Linked DNA regions of Zea mays: region 1 is linked to region 2. The links are chromatin contacts, called in public Hi-C maps. All regions are on one chromosome and are shown on one strand. The core of a region is the stretch at or near the end of the contact, and the rest is flanking DNA. Distances in the headings are between cores, read along the strand shown.

Region 1 (5,600 bases), core at 1,687-4,186, 140 kb before region 2:
TGGTCCATGCTGGTGCTCGTGGGCGACGCGCACCGCGAGATGCGCGCTATCTCGCTCAACTTCCTCAGCTCCGTCCGCCTCCGCGCCGTGCTGCTCCCCGAGGTGGAGCGCCACACCCTGCTGGTCCTCCGCTCGTGGCCGCCCTCCGACGGCACCTTCTCCGCCCAGCACGAAGCCAAGAAGGTACGGTACTCATCACCATCCTTCTTCTGACCCTTCAATTTGTCTCCACGCGTAGTACGTACGTGCCACATCAGATCAGTTCTATCTATATATGTGGCTGAATCTATGCAAAGGATCGCCGCTAACAACCGGTGCCCCGGCCGGGATAACAACCGGTGATGGGCGCGCGGCCGGCCGGATGACGAGTGCAGTTCACGTTTAACCTGATGGCGAAGAACATAATGAGCATGGACCCCGGCGAGGAGGAGACGGAGCGGCTGCGGCTGGAGTACATCACCTTCATGAAGGGCGTCGTGTCAGCGCCGCTCAACTTCCCGGGCACGGCCTACTGGAAGGCGCTCAAGGTAGGTCGTCGTCGTCTTCTTCGTCTTCGTTCGTGTATCTCTGACTACATACTACTCTCCCTAGCTGGCAGCTGCTAGTCCCGTACGTGCGCGCGCGTATAATATATGTGTCGACTCTGCAGTCGTCTGCGCGCGGCACACGGATTTTTGTTGCTTCCAAAAATAGGCGGCAACCAACGTTTTCATCAGACGATCGATGCAGCGCACAACAACCACACTACGGCCATGCATCTATCTATATATCTGAATATATGATGCACACGAGCGGAGAGCTAGCTAAAGGGACTAGCTTCTAGGTGTATCTCTCCTGGCCTACTAGCCTGTCAACGTTTTGTTTGGTACTCACACATCTCCCATCAGAAAAACAAAAATACGAAAGCTAGTGCAGAGAGAGGGATAGGTTGTTAAGTTTTTGTTTGGTAGTTTGTGTGTGGGTGGCCTAGCTAAGCTAGGGGCATGGTCCATGGATCAATATATATATATATATATATATATATATATATATATATATATATATATATATATATATATATATATAGTCTATACATGGTAGGCAGGGGCAGGAGCAGCGTGGGGTTTCAGATTTGTGGATGGTCCAAGGATCGCTGTGTTGTTATGCACACGTCCTGCTGCGTCAGGTCCAATCACACAGACCAGTGGATCATCAGCTCTTTCCTGCCACAGGCACTTGGATATATATGCACACATACCGCGCGCCTCATATTGTGTTCTCAGTGGACACTGATGCATCCACAGAATGGGGAAAAAAACACTAGAGATCTAGCTTTTAAATTTAGTTTCTACAGGCATATCTACATGCATGCTGGCTGGGTGAAGTTCTTCTGAAATTTATGCACCTAACTGCATAGCTGACAGCTAGATTTATTTAGCAGATCAAATTAAGGCCTGCTGCTCAGCTTGTTTTTCTTTATTTTCGTTCCCTAGCTAGCCAATATCATACTATCTCCTCCCCCCCCCACATCACTCATGGCCCCATAAAAATGTTGCCCGCTTTTCACTCCCCGTAAGAGGTCACCCTCAGATGAACTTTAGTGATTGCTCCCAGGCGCGGCATGCTGCATGCTTTGCTTTATTCACAGGATCTTTGCATCATACAATTCCATGTGGGGATTTCAGCTCTCTTTAATTTCTTGGGGAGTTTTTTTTTGGTAGACTATTGATCGAGAGAAAACCAATGATCAGGTCTCCATAACCTAACATGATTATGCGTTGGGAGAGCCCATCATTTATCATGATTCAACTGCTGACCGGCACTTGAGACATTGTTAATAAGCTGGTGATTGTTAGCACCCTTCATAATTTGCGTGCACTTATTAGCGGTCAAATGAAATAGCAAAGGCCGTTCTGTTAGCTCACGCACGCCAATCATACCTGAAAAACCAAATAAATACTTTGCCGGTTCTGTTTTACTAACTAGATGGATGAGCAAGAGAGAAGGGAAATAGAACCCTCTCTATCCATCTTTTGGCCGTAGATACATGTCATTTGTAGTTTTGTACCTCTGACTGAATGAGCAAGGACACTATTTTCTAAAAAACAGACAGAGCTATGAGCTAGCGACAAGACATTGGCCCTGCTGGACCGATAGGCAGTTAGGCAACACCTAAAGATAGTAGTATAGTACTGGTCTCCGATATTTTCCATACACAAATTAGATGACTTATTTGCACTAGAAAAAAAGTTTTACTTTTGTTGATCTCAAAATAACATGGTACAGTTGCCCATGGTGCATGGTTTTTTTTTTTTTTTTGTAGTCGCGCGCGTCCATACTTGGAGTGATAGAGAGGAAGATGGAGGACAGGCTTGAGAAGATGAGCAGGGAGAAGTCAAGCGTGGAGGAGGACGACCTTCTTGGATGGGCCCTGAAGCAATCCAACCTGTCCAAGGAACAGATCCTGGACCTCTTGCTGAGCCTGCTCTTCGCGGGGCACGAGACTTCGTCCATGGCGCTCGCCCTCGCCATCTTCTTCCTCGAAGGGTGCCCTAAGGCCGTGCAAGAACTCCGGGTACAAATCCGAACCAACAATCAGTTAGTTTTAGAGCACCTGCTTTTGTTCACTGGTCCGTTTTCAAACTTTGCACAGTGAGCTAGCTAGGTCGATGTTGGTCAAAACAAAACAAAACAAAAAAACATGGAATTATTATTATTATATATAGAGATAAATAATAGTTTACACCGGCATATGACTTGCAGGAGGAGCATCTCCTGATTGCTAGGAGACAAAGGCTAAGGGGGGCGTCCAAATTGAGCTGGGAAGACTACAAGGAAATGGTTTTCACGCAGTGTGTAAGCGCCCACCCCCCCTTTAATTTGTTCTGTTCGTTCCTTCCACTGCAGTGGTACTGTGGTAGCGCGAGATCCCCTTGCTCGCTATCTGGCCTGCTCCCGTCCAACTCGTACCAGCACAAACCGCCTCGTCTGGTTGCGTGGTACAGGATAGCAACTGCAACTCCCTCTCTCTAGAAATGTCATGTACGAACGGAGACCCGAGGCTCTCTGTCCGCGCAGAATAATTGGATGCCTACTTTTGGAGCGCATGGCGTCTGCTTGCTCTTGCTCTCATCATCTCCCAGCAGAGTTTTATGAGGTGTTTGGTTTGATGAATCACTCTATCCAAAATGAAGTGGTGTATCATGGGTCCATTCCTCAAATTTGGTGGGATGCCTTCATTGCACATATTATTACTAAACAACTAACTATGAGGAATGAGGTGGTGATGGATTAACTCACTCCAATTCACAAACCAAACAAAAAAGTGAGGAGTGAGAAGATGATGGACTACATAATTCCTCAAACCAAACACTCCATTAGAGTGCTGGCTGCCCCCATCGTCTCGCAACAATCCACATATGCTGAGAAGTACGCATTGTTCTTGTGTAGCACCTGACGACAGGAAGGTGTCTGTGCCGTATCTCGCTGCTCAGGGGTCTCATCTCATGTCTAAATAAACAAAACAGAATTCCGTCGCGAGACCTAAAACCAACTGTTAGATGTCGAATGCCTCGTCAGCTAGGCAGCTAGCTGCAAAATGGATGGAGCTTCTTCTTTCTTTCTTTTTCTTTTATGAACAGATTTCTTTTTTTTTCTGGTGTTCGTGCAGGTTATAAACGAGACATTGCGGCTCGGCAACGTGGTCAGGTTCCTGCACCGGAAGGTCATCCGAGATGTACACTACAATGGTACGACCCCTTTTTTTAATACCGAAGCTTTAAGCACGCGATTCCTGAAATCGGTCACGCACAGCACATGCAGACGGCCGGTGCACTGAGCGTTTCTCTCTGCTTAATTGCTTAATTGCGTTGCATGTTGTCTCTCGCTCTCGCTCTCATCAAAATGAAGGGTACGACATACCGCGGGGGTGGAAAATCCTGCCGGTTCTAGCGGCGGTGCACCTGGACTCGTCGCTGTACGAGGACCCCAGCCGGTTCAACCCTTGGAGATGGAAGGTCAGTGCCCTACCCCCTCCCCTCGCAAACTACTACTCTCTGCAAAAAAAAAATGAAGTCAGCATGAACGACAGATTAACTGAACAATAGATGTGGATGAACGTCGATCGCCGAAAGTATCCGAGCATGACAGTACGAGAGAAAATCCGCCTCTAAAAACGTTCACGGCTTGTGTCGCTAGAATCTGCGGCATGAGATGCATGCATGTGCCACGCCATGCCTTCTCAAGAGTGAAGAGTGAAGAGTACCCAGCCAAAGCACGACAGCTATGCCGCTCGCTTGCCCTCCATTATTGATGAGAGGGCGGCATGGAGCTGATGCGCGCGAAAGGGAATGTTTCGGCGCGCGATCTTTCGCGTGGTCTCGGGGTCGAAAGAGACGTCCTAGTTTGCCAGCTTCGGCCTACGGGAGGCGGGAGCGCGGCTCTGGGTTCGTGCCGAACGAGGGACTACTCCAGCTCCAAGAGCACTGAAAACGAACGCCACGTTGGGTGCTCGGAATGCTCTGCTCTCGGAATCCTTCCGTCCGTCGCCGACGCGTCCTTTTCTTATCCGTCGCAAACCGTTGATGGGGAAATAATTTTTTGCTCAGGCAAGCACGTACGTACTAGGTTCAGGCGATCGGCATCGCTGTGAATGTCACATGTCAGTGGCTATCGACCTCTTTCCACTACTGATCACTGATGAGACGATGAGCCCGTCGAAAGCGCGCTCCTTTTCTCCTCAAGGATTATCTATTATATTCTCTCATCGATCATGCGCTCTCTCGCATCGCATGTGTTTAATATTTTTTGCTGCCGCTGCTGTTGCTAGCTGCAGAGCAACAACGCGCCAAGCAGCTTCATGCCGTACGGCGGCGGGCCGCGGCTGTGCGCCGGGTCGGAGCTGGCCAAGCTGGAGATGGCCATCTTCCTGCACCACCTGGTGCTCAACTTCCGGTGGGAGCTGGCGGAGCCGGACCAGGCCTTCGTCTACCCTTTCGTCGACTTCCCCAAGGGCCTCCCGATCAGGGTCCAGCGGGTCGCCGACGACCAAGGCCATCGTAGCGTTTTGACCGAGAGCACAAGAGGCTGAGAGGGAGGAGGCAGTTCAATTTTTCGTTGCATTTTGAGGGCTGTGGTCTCGTGTTTTATGTAGATTGTGATTATTATTATTATACATACTAAAACAAGATAGAAGCACGTATAGACAGAGCAAAGAGGAGGATGGTCCAAAAGTGTTTGGGGTAGATAAAATGTGTACTCACTAGGGTTGTAATAAGGCCGGTCCATGGCCCATGTCAAGTAATACTAGAGATATATAGAATATAGTGGATATCCAACATGTCTTTTTTCCTTGTCTTAAAACCATGTCCAGCAGTTCATCTATATGTTCATTTAAAATACTTTTTACACTATAAAATACACTCTTCATAGAATAGAGTTTTAATATAGATATGAAGATAGTGGAGATAACAATTGCGTCCATGTAACATGAGTAATGTTATTAGACGTTAACTAAAAATATCACTAGAAGCACATTCCAATGAAAGAGCCGAAAAAAGAAAATGACAACATATCTGGTGCACATGGTGCATATATTAAATCAATATCACTCATTTTAGATC
Region 2 (6,099 bases), core at 659-3,158:
TGCCTGCAATGTGCTCATCAGCAAACAATAACTTATGCACACAAGTATCCCCGTTGCTACCACGGCTTCACTCTCCCCACGCCAACGACGCGAAAAAATAGTGTAGAGCAAGGACTCAAACCCACACCCCTTTCATGGGAGTCTCTACTACTTATTAAGTAAGCAATAGTAGTCTGCATCCCATCATTCTGCCGTTCTGCCTCCCATTTATCTGGACCGTCTGTTTCTATTGCCTATGCCATCCAGTCGCACGCGCCCTTCCCTGTCCACGCAAGATCCAGCCGTGCTGCAGCGTCGGTCGTGCGACGAGGCGTACGAGTCGCAGCGTCGGTCGTGCAACGTGCGCGGGCGGAGCACTCTCTGGATAGAACCGCTCGCCGACCCACCCACCGCACCACTCTCCCACCCAAATCGCCGGCCGATAGGAGAGAACCCGAGCTGAGGAGAGAGAGGGCAGCAGGTGGCGGCGCGGAGTAACACGCGGAGGGGAATGCGCAGCCCGTGTGAGCCTCTTGCCCCCGCGAAACCCCATTGATTCTGATTCCGCCGGCGAAATCAGGCGTCTCACGGCTCGGCCAACTAAGCGGTGGACGGCGGCGCCGAGGGGCTCGTTCGACATGGTGAGGGTGAGCTCGTGAGGAGCAGCAGCCACGGCGACGGGGATGATGAAGGGAGGGGCGGGAAGGAGACGCTCACCGCCTCCTTCCTCCGCTTCCTCCTCCTGCTTCTCCTCCCCCTCACCGCCCCTCTACTTCTTCTACACGCTGCACCTCCTCCTCACCTCGGTGTCGTCGGCTGCCTCCAACTGTGCGCCTGACGCCGTCTCGGTCTCCCGGATGTCTGCCAACCTCACGGCGGTGGCAGAGAAGCAGCTGCCCCCTTCCGCCGTGGCTGGGTCCACGTCGACAACGCTGCAGCACGAAGTTTTCGGCATCGCGGCGATGTCGTGGTTATGGGACAAGCATAAGGAGTACATCAAGGTGTGGTGGCGCCGGCGCGGCGCCATGCGGGGCTACATGTAGCTGGACCGCGAGGTGCGCGAGTCCAACATGTCCACGGCGTGCACGGGGCTCCTGGCCATCAGGATCTCGTCTGACACGTCCGCCTTCCCCTACACGCACCGCCGCGGCAACCGCTCCGCCATCCGCATCTCTCGCATCATCTTTGAGACGTTCCGCCTCGGCCTCCCTGGCGTGCGCTGGTTCGTCATGGGCGACGACGACACCGTCTTCTTCCCGGACAACCTCCTCACCGTGCTCAACAAGTTCGACCACCGCCAGCCCTACTACATCGGCTCCCTCTCCGAGAGCCACCTGCAGAACATCTACTTTTCCTACGGGATGGCATACGGCGGTGGCGGCTTCGCCATCAGCCGGCCGCTGGCCGAGGCGCTCGTGCGGATGTAGGATGGCAGCCTCCGCCGGTACCCGGTGCTGTACGGTAGCGACGACCGGATCCAGGCGTGCATGGCGGAGCTGGGCGTGCTGCTCACCAAGCACCTGGGGTTCCACCAGTACGACGTGTACGGCGACCTCCTCGGCCTCCTCGCGTCCCACCCGGTGGCGCCGATCGTGATGCTTCACCACCTCGACGTAGTGAAGCCGCTGTTCCCGGACGCGAGGTCGCGCCCCTCGGCGGTGCGGCGGCTGTTCGACGGGCCGGTGAAGCTGGACACGGCGGGGCTGATGCAGCAGTCCATCTGCTACGACAGCGCGAACCGCTGGACGGTGTCCGTGGCATGGGGGTTCACGGTGCTGGTGGTGAGGGGCATAATGTCGCCTCGGGAGATGGAGATGTCGGCGCGCACGTTCCTCAACTGGTACCGCCGCGCTGACTACACGGCGTACGCCTTCAACACGAGGCCGCTGGCGCGCAGCCCGTGCCAGAAGCCGGTGGTGTACTACCTATCGTCGGAGCAACGCGAGGCCTTGCACGGCGGGGAGACGACAGTGACGCGATACGAGCGGTGGCGCCATCCGAATGAGACACGACCCGCGTGCCGGTGGGACATAACCGACCCGGACGCGCATCTCGATCACATCATCGTGCTCAAAAAGCCTGACCCCAGGCTCTGGTAAAGGGTAATCTTTCGTGCCACATCATTCCTTTTTCTTATCTTGCATCCATAAACTGCAAGCATGATGCATTGTCGTTTACGTTTAGAGAGGACAAACAACTGGCCGATGCACAAACAGGCTAGCATTGCTGTACATATAACCAAACTCTTTTAAAGCATGGAATCAACAAAACTGTATCGTAGACCAATATGTTGCTTGGATTAGAGTACTATGTGCGCAGCCAGGTACTCACTCCGTAAGAGGCAAGCTTATAAGAAAAAAAACAGAGTTTGCAATGCCAAGATGTAACTTTTATAAAATCTGATGCTGTTTATAAAAAGCTGGACCTGGATAGTACTAGGCAAAGGCAACCCCGATGTTTCATGTCTAAATAATCGTGTCACTGATTTGATGTAACATGATTTGCAGTCTCCGAGGCGAAATTGCTGCAGAGTGGTGTCTTCGCCCAAGGATGGGAAGAGCGGGGAGAAGACGATGACCATCGATGTAGGCGTATGCAGGGAAGGCGAGTTCAGCCAAGTAGCAGGAGCATTAGCTTTTATTAGAGATAGATGAAGATAGGAAGATTTCAAATTCTTTTCTTCTTCCTTTTCTTGTACGAATCCGTTCCTCTTGGAGAGTATGAACTTGTCTCGTTTCAAATCCCTCTTTTTGCATGGCGCTTTGCACCTCACGTGCGTGTGTAACTACAGTTCGCAAAGCGACAGAAGGCCAAGACTTGAAGTTTTGGCCGGGCATCCCACCATGGCGACGGTGAGTCAACCCGCTGCCCCCACGCCCAACGGCCGAATTTTTTGTATTTTAGCCCCTAAACTGAAGTAAAATCACGTTTAGACCTAAAAAAATTTAAATGCAGTTTTGGACCCTTAGCTCGGCGCCATAGGCCGTGGCGCCGAGCTAACACAGCTCGGCGCCACAGCCTATGGCGCCGAGCTATGACGTGGCCATGGCGGGCAGGGATGACGTGGATGACCGCGTGGCGCCTAGCTCGGCGCCACAGATCTTGGCGCCGAGCTAGGACTTAAGCGTCCGAGCCGTTTCTTCTTCCTTCCAGTCTCGCTCCCGTCGTTTTCGTTCTTCTTCGCCATAGCCGATCGACCGCGCCGCCCGCCCCGCCCGCCGAGCGCGCCATCGCCCGCCCCGCCCGCCCGCCGAGCGCGCCATCGCCCGCCCCGTCCGCCCGCCGAGCGCGCCGGTCCATCGCCCCGGCCGCCGCGCCACCGCCCCGGCCGCCGCGCCACCGGCCGCCGCGCCAGCTCCCGCCACCGGCCGCCGCTCCAGCTCCCGCCCCGACCGGAGGTAAATGATTGGTGATTTCTGTCTAGTTAAGTTGGAATGAAAAAATGTGCATTTGATCCTAGTGTTACAAAAGTCGAACTTCGATTAGGTGTTCTATTGCATTATGCTGGATTACTGGTCAACTAGAGCATTCTTAATAGAGCTGAAATTCTATGCTGGTATGTGATGGTTGGTCTCTTTCAAACTAATTGACTCCTTTCCTTTGAGTTCAATGCAAATCTGGTCTGAGCAGATTTGGTACCTGACCATGATTTGCAGTCCCATGTATTGAAGTTTAATCCAAAAGAGTTAGTAAATTGTTAGGTATTGTTAGGTATTTACTTAGTTAGTAAATTGTTAGCTATTGTTAGGTATTAGTTAGTAAATTGTTAGCTATTGTTAGGTATTTTTTTATTGTTTAGTAAATAGTTAGATATTTTCTTGTTAGTGTTTATTAAAATAGTTAGCTAGTTTCTTGCTTAGCATATTCTTAGTGTTTAGTAAATTCTTAGTGATTATATAGTTAGGATTTTGTTTAGCGCATTGATATTACATGTTTTCTGTGTTGGTAACCATCGTGTTGTCGTTTATTCGCAGGTTCTATAAACATCACTTTACAGGGGAGGTGCTGCCAAATTTTTTACTGACAATTGGTTTTTTTGTACGTAGGTGTTCGTCCGACTTGACCTTCTCCACCGTTAGCTGGACTCGTACGCGTTCTCAGGTATACATAGTTTTCGTACATTATTTATAGATTATGTAATTTCGTTTGATTTGTTCATTTAATTTTTACTGTATAGTTATTAGTTAATATATATTTATTACTTAGTAAGTTAGTAGGCTTAAGTATGTAGCCATTATTGAGTTAGTAATCCATTTTTGCAATAGATGGACAGCCTAGTAACACTATACCATGGAGGAAGGGTGGAGATAGATGCTTATGGGAGTGTTACTTTTGATGGTATGAAGATCGTGACCATGTTGTTCGTTGAAAGACCAACTTTTGACCAGCTGTTGGCTCGAGCTTGTGAGGAGATTAGTTGCGACATAAACGACCCTAGAATATCAATTCAGGGTTTGTTGTCCCATATTACATATGGAACAGTTGTCCGACGGTTGATCTCCATTACCTCAGAAGATGATTGGGTGATATATTTAAAAATTGTGAAGACGATGGTTCCACCATGTTTGGATGTGGTTGTTCAAAAGTTACCTGTTAGTCAATGCGAAGGTCCAGTCAGGTTATCTCCACAAATGCCAAATGCATCTCGTATTGAAGCTCCTTTGGTAGAGCTTCATGAAGAAGTCGTTGTTGTGCCCGATGCTCAATCGGGTCCGCACGAGTATGGGATTTCTCGTCCTATTCCCGGCGTTTGTGGGGCTTCTAATGCGGTGGTACCCCCCCCAAGAGATCCCATTAACCCAGGATCCAGTTGACGATCATCCTAGTAAGTGTCTTCGACACATTGTTCGTATCCATCATTATTTCGTTTGATTAGACTTTTTAATGTGGTTTTTCTTGCTCCGACCCGATGCAGGATCTCCACATATCGATAATGCTGATGTTCAGATTGATGTGCCTGTGTCATATAATATGAACAACATATGCAGGGCATCCAATAGTGTTGATGTTCAGATTGAGGATGAGGAGGAGCCATATGAGGCTGCACGGGCCGTAGATTCTGATGATGACCGTTCGGTTCAAGAAATTGAACTCATAAGACGTTTGTGTCCGGAGCGAGACCCTGCAGTACATGAATTTAGCAGTTTAAGTCATTCCACCCGTGCGTATGCTGAAGGACGTGACGATGAACTGCTAGAGGCTCCGGATAACGCCGACAGCATTGAGATTAAGGTTGGCTTACTTTTCAAGGATCTGCCTACACTGAGACGATGGCTACAGGAATATTCTGTGAACCGGAAGAGGCCGTTCAAGGTGAGACATTCGTATGCACAGCGTCGTTACACTGTTGTGTGCGAGGTGCCAGAATGTAATTGGAGGGTATGTGCCCGAAGGCAGAAGGACACCGGAAAGTTTAAGATCACCAAAATTGTAGGTCCGCACACTTGTGCCCAGACAGAGCTGAGCTCTAAGCATCGTCAGTTGACATCTACCCTGATTGCGAAAAGGATATTGGGGATATTGAAGGGTCAGCCAAACTTGAAGGTGAAGTCAATTATGACCATGACTTCGGAACTACAACTTCCGGAGGTATTTGATTTGGTATTCTGGTGTGACTAGGTGCAAGCTGAAGGGACAGTGGACAGCAGCAGACTACGCCGAGCAAGAATCGTCAGACGACGAAGACACAGCTTTCGACATAGCTGCTCGGCACGGGTCCCAAATTGAGGCTGCTCCAATCCTTGATAGAGTGGTAACTATTTCTTTACTAAAATTAGAGATTTCAATTCAATGGGATATGTCTAGTTTTGAGCATCCTAATGTCTTAACTTGTGATAGGGAAACTCTATGCTCGTATCTGTTGTTGAACTCGAGCGTATCTCACAGAGAACTTCAGATACTACTACGCTATCGTTACTATCAGTGAGTATCAATGTCTAACAGAAAACTTGTTTATTTGTATGTTGTAACATATGTCTTTAACTAACATTTCGATTATAGAGGGTATCACGTCGTCTTCGTCGAGCAGCGGCTCGGTGTGGATGCCGGTCTCTAGCGCGCGTTGACGTGCAGCTGCCTGTGCCTCGTATGCAGCAGGACATTCAGCCTCCCATTTGTGCA

The links. Hi-C and Micro-C count contacts between places; a contact is called where the count stands out from the background.
Region 1: a contact with region 2 is called in a Hi-C map of ear, with 2.6 times the contacts expected there. The contact joins two enhancer-like sites. A contact is called at or near these places in 3 of 25 Hi-C or Micro-C datasets (ear, leaf and tassel).

Annotation. Positions count from the first base shown.
Region 1 is chr1:30,515,882-30,521,481 of Zm-B73-REFERENCE-NAM-5.0, reverse strand. It overlaps LOC100191562 (putative cytochrome P450 superfamily protein), which reads left to right. Exons shown (of 8, transcript NM_001365501.1): 2 at 1-183; 3 at 375-527; 4 at 2,303-2,554; 5 at 2,743-2,835; 6 at 3,650-3,728; 7 at 3,889-3,995; 8 at 4,814-5,317. The coding sequence ends at 5,068. Among protein-coding and RNA genes, the nearest start is that of LOC100191562, 3.6 kb to the left of the region's middle. Within about 2 kb of position 2,936, at least 16 of the 20 cell types and tissues checked have an H3K27ac peak or open chromatin away from gene starts, as enhancers often do. A contact at or near this core is called in ear and leaf, where this site is marked.
Region 2 is chr1:30,374,375-30,380,473 of Zm-B73-REFERENCE-NAM-5.0, reverse strand. It overlaps the pseudogene LOC103644526. Among protein-coding and RNA genes, the nearest start is that of LOC103633206, 16 kb to the right of the region's middle. Within about 2 kb of position 1,908, at least 15 of the 20 cell types and tissues checked have an H3K27ac peak or open chromatin away from gene starts, as enhancers often do. A contact at or near this core is called in ear and leaf, where this site is marked.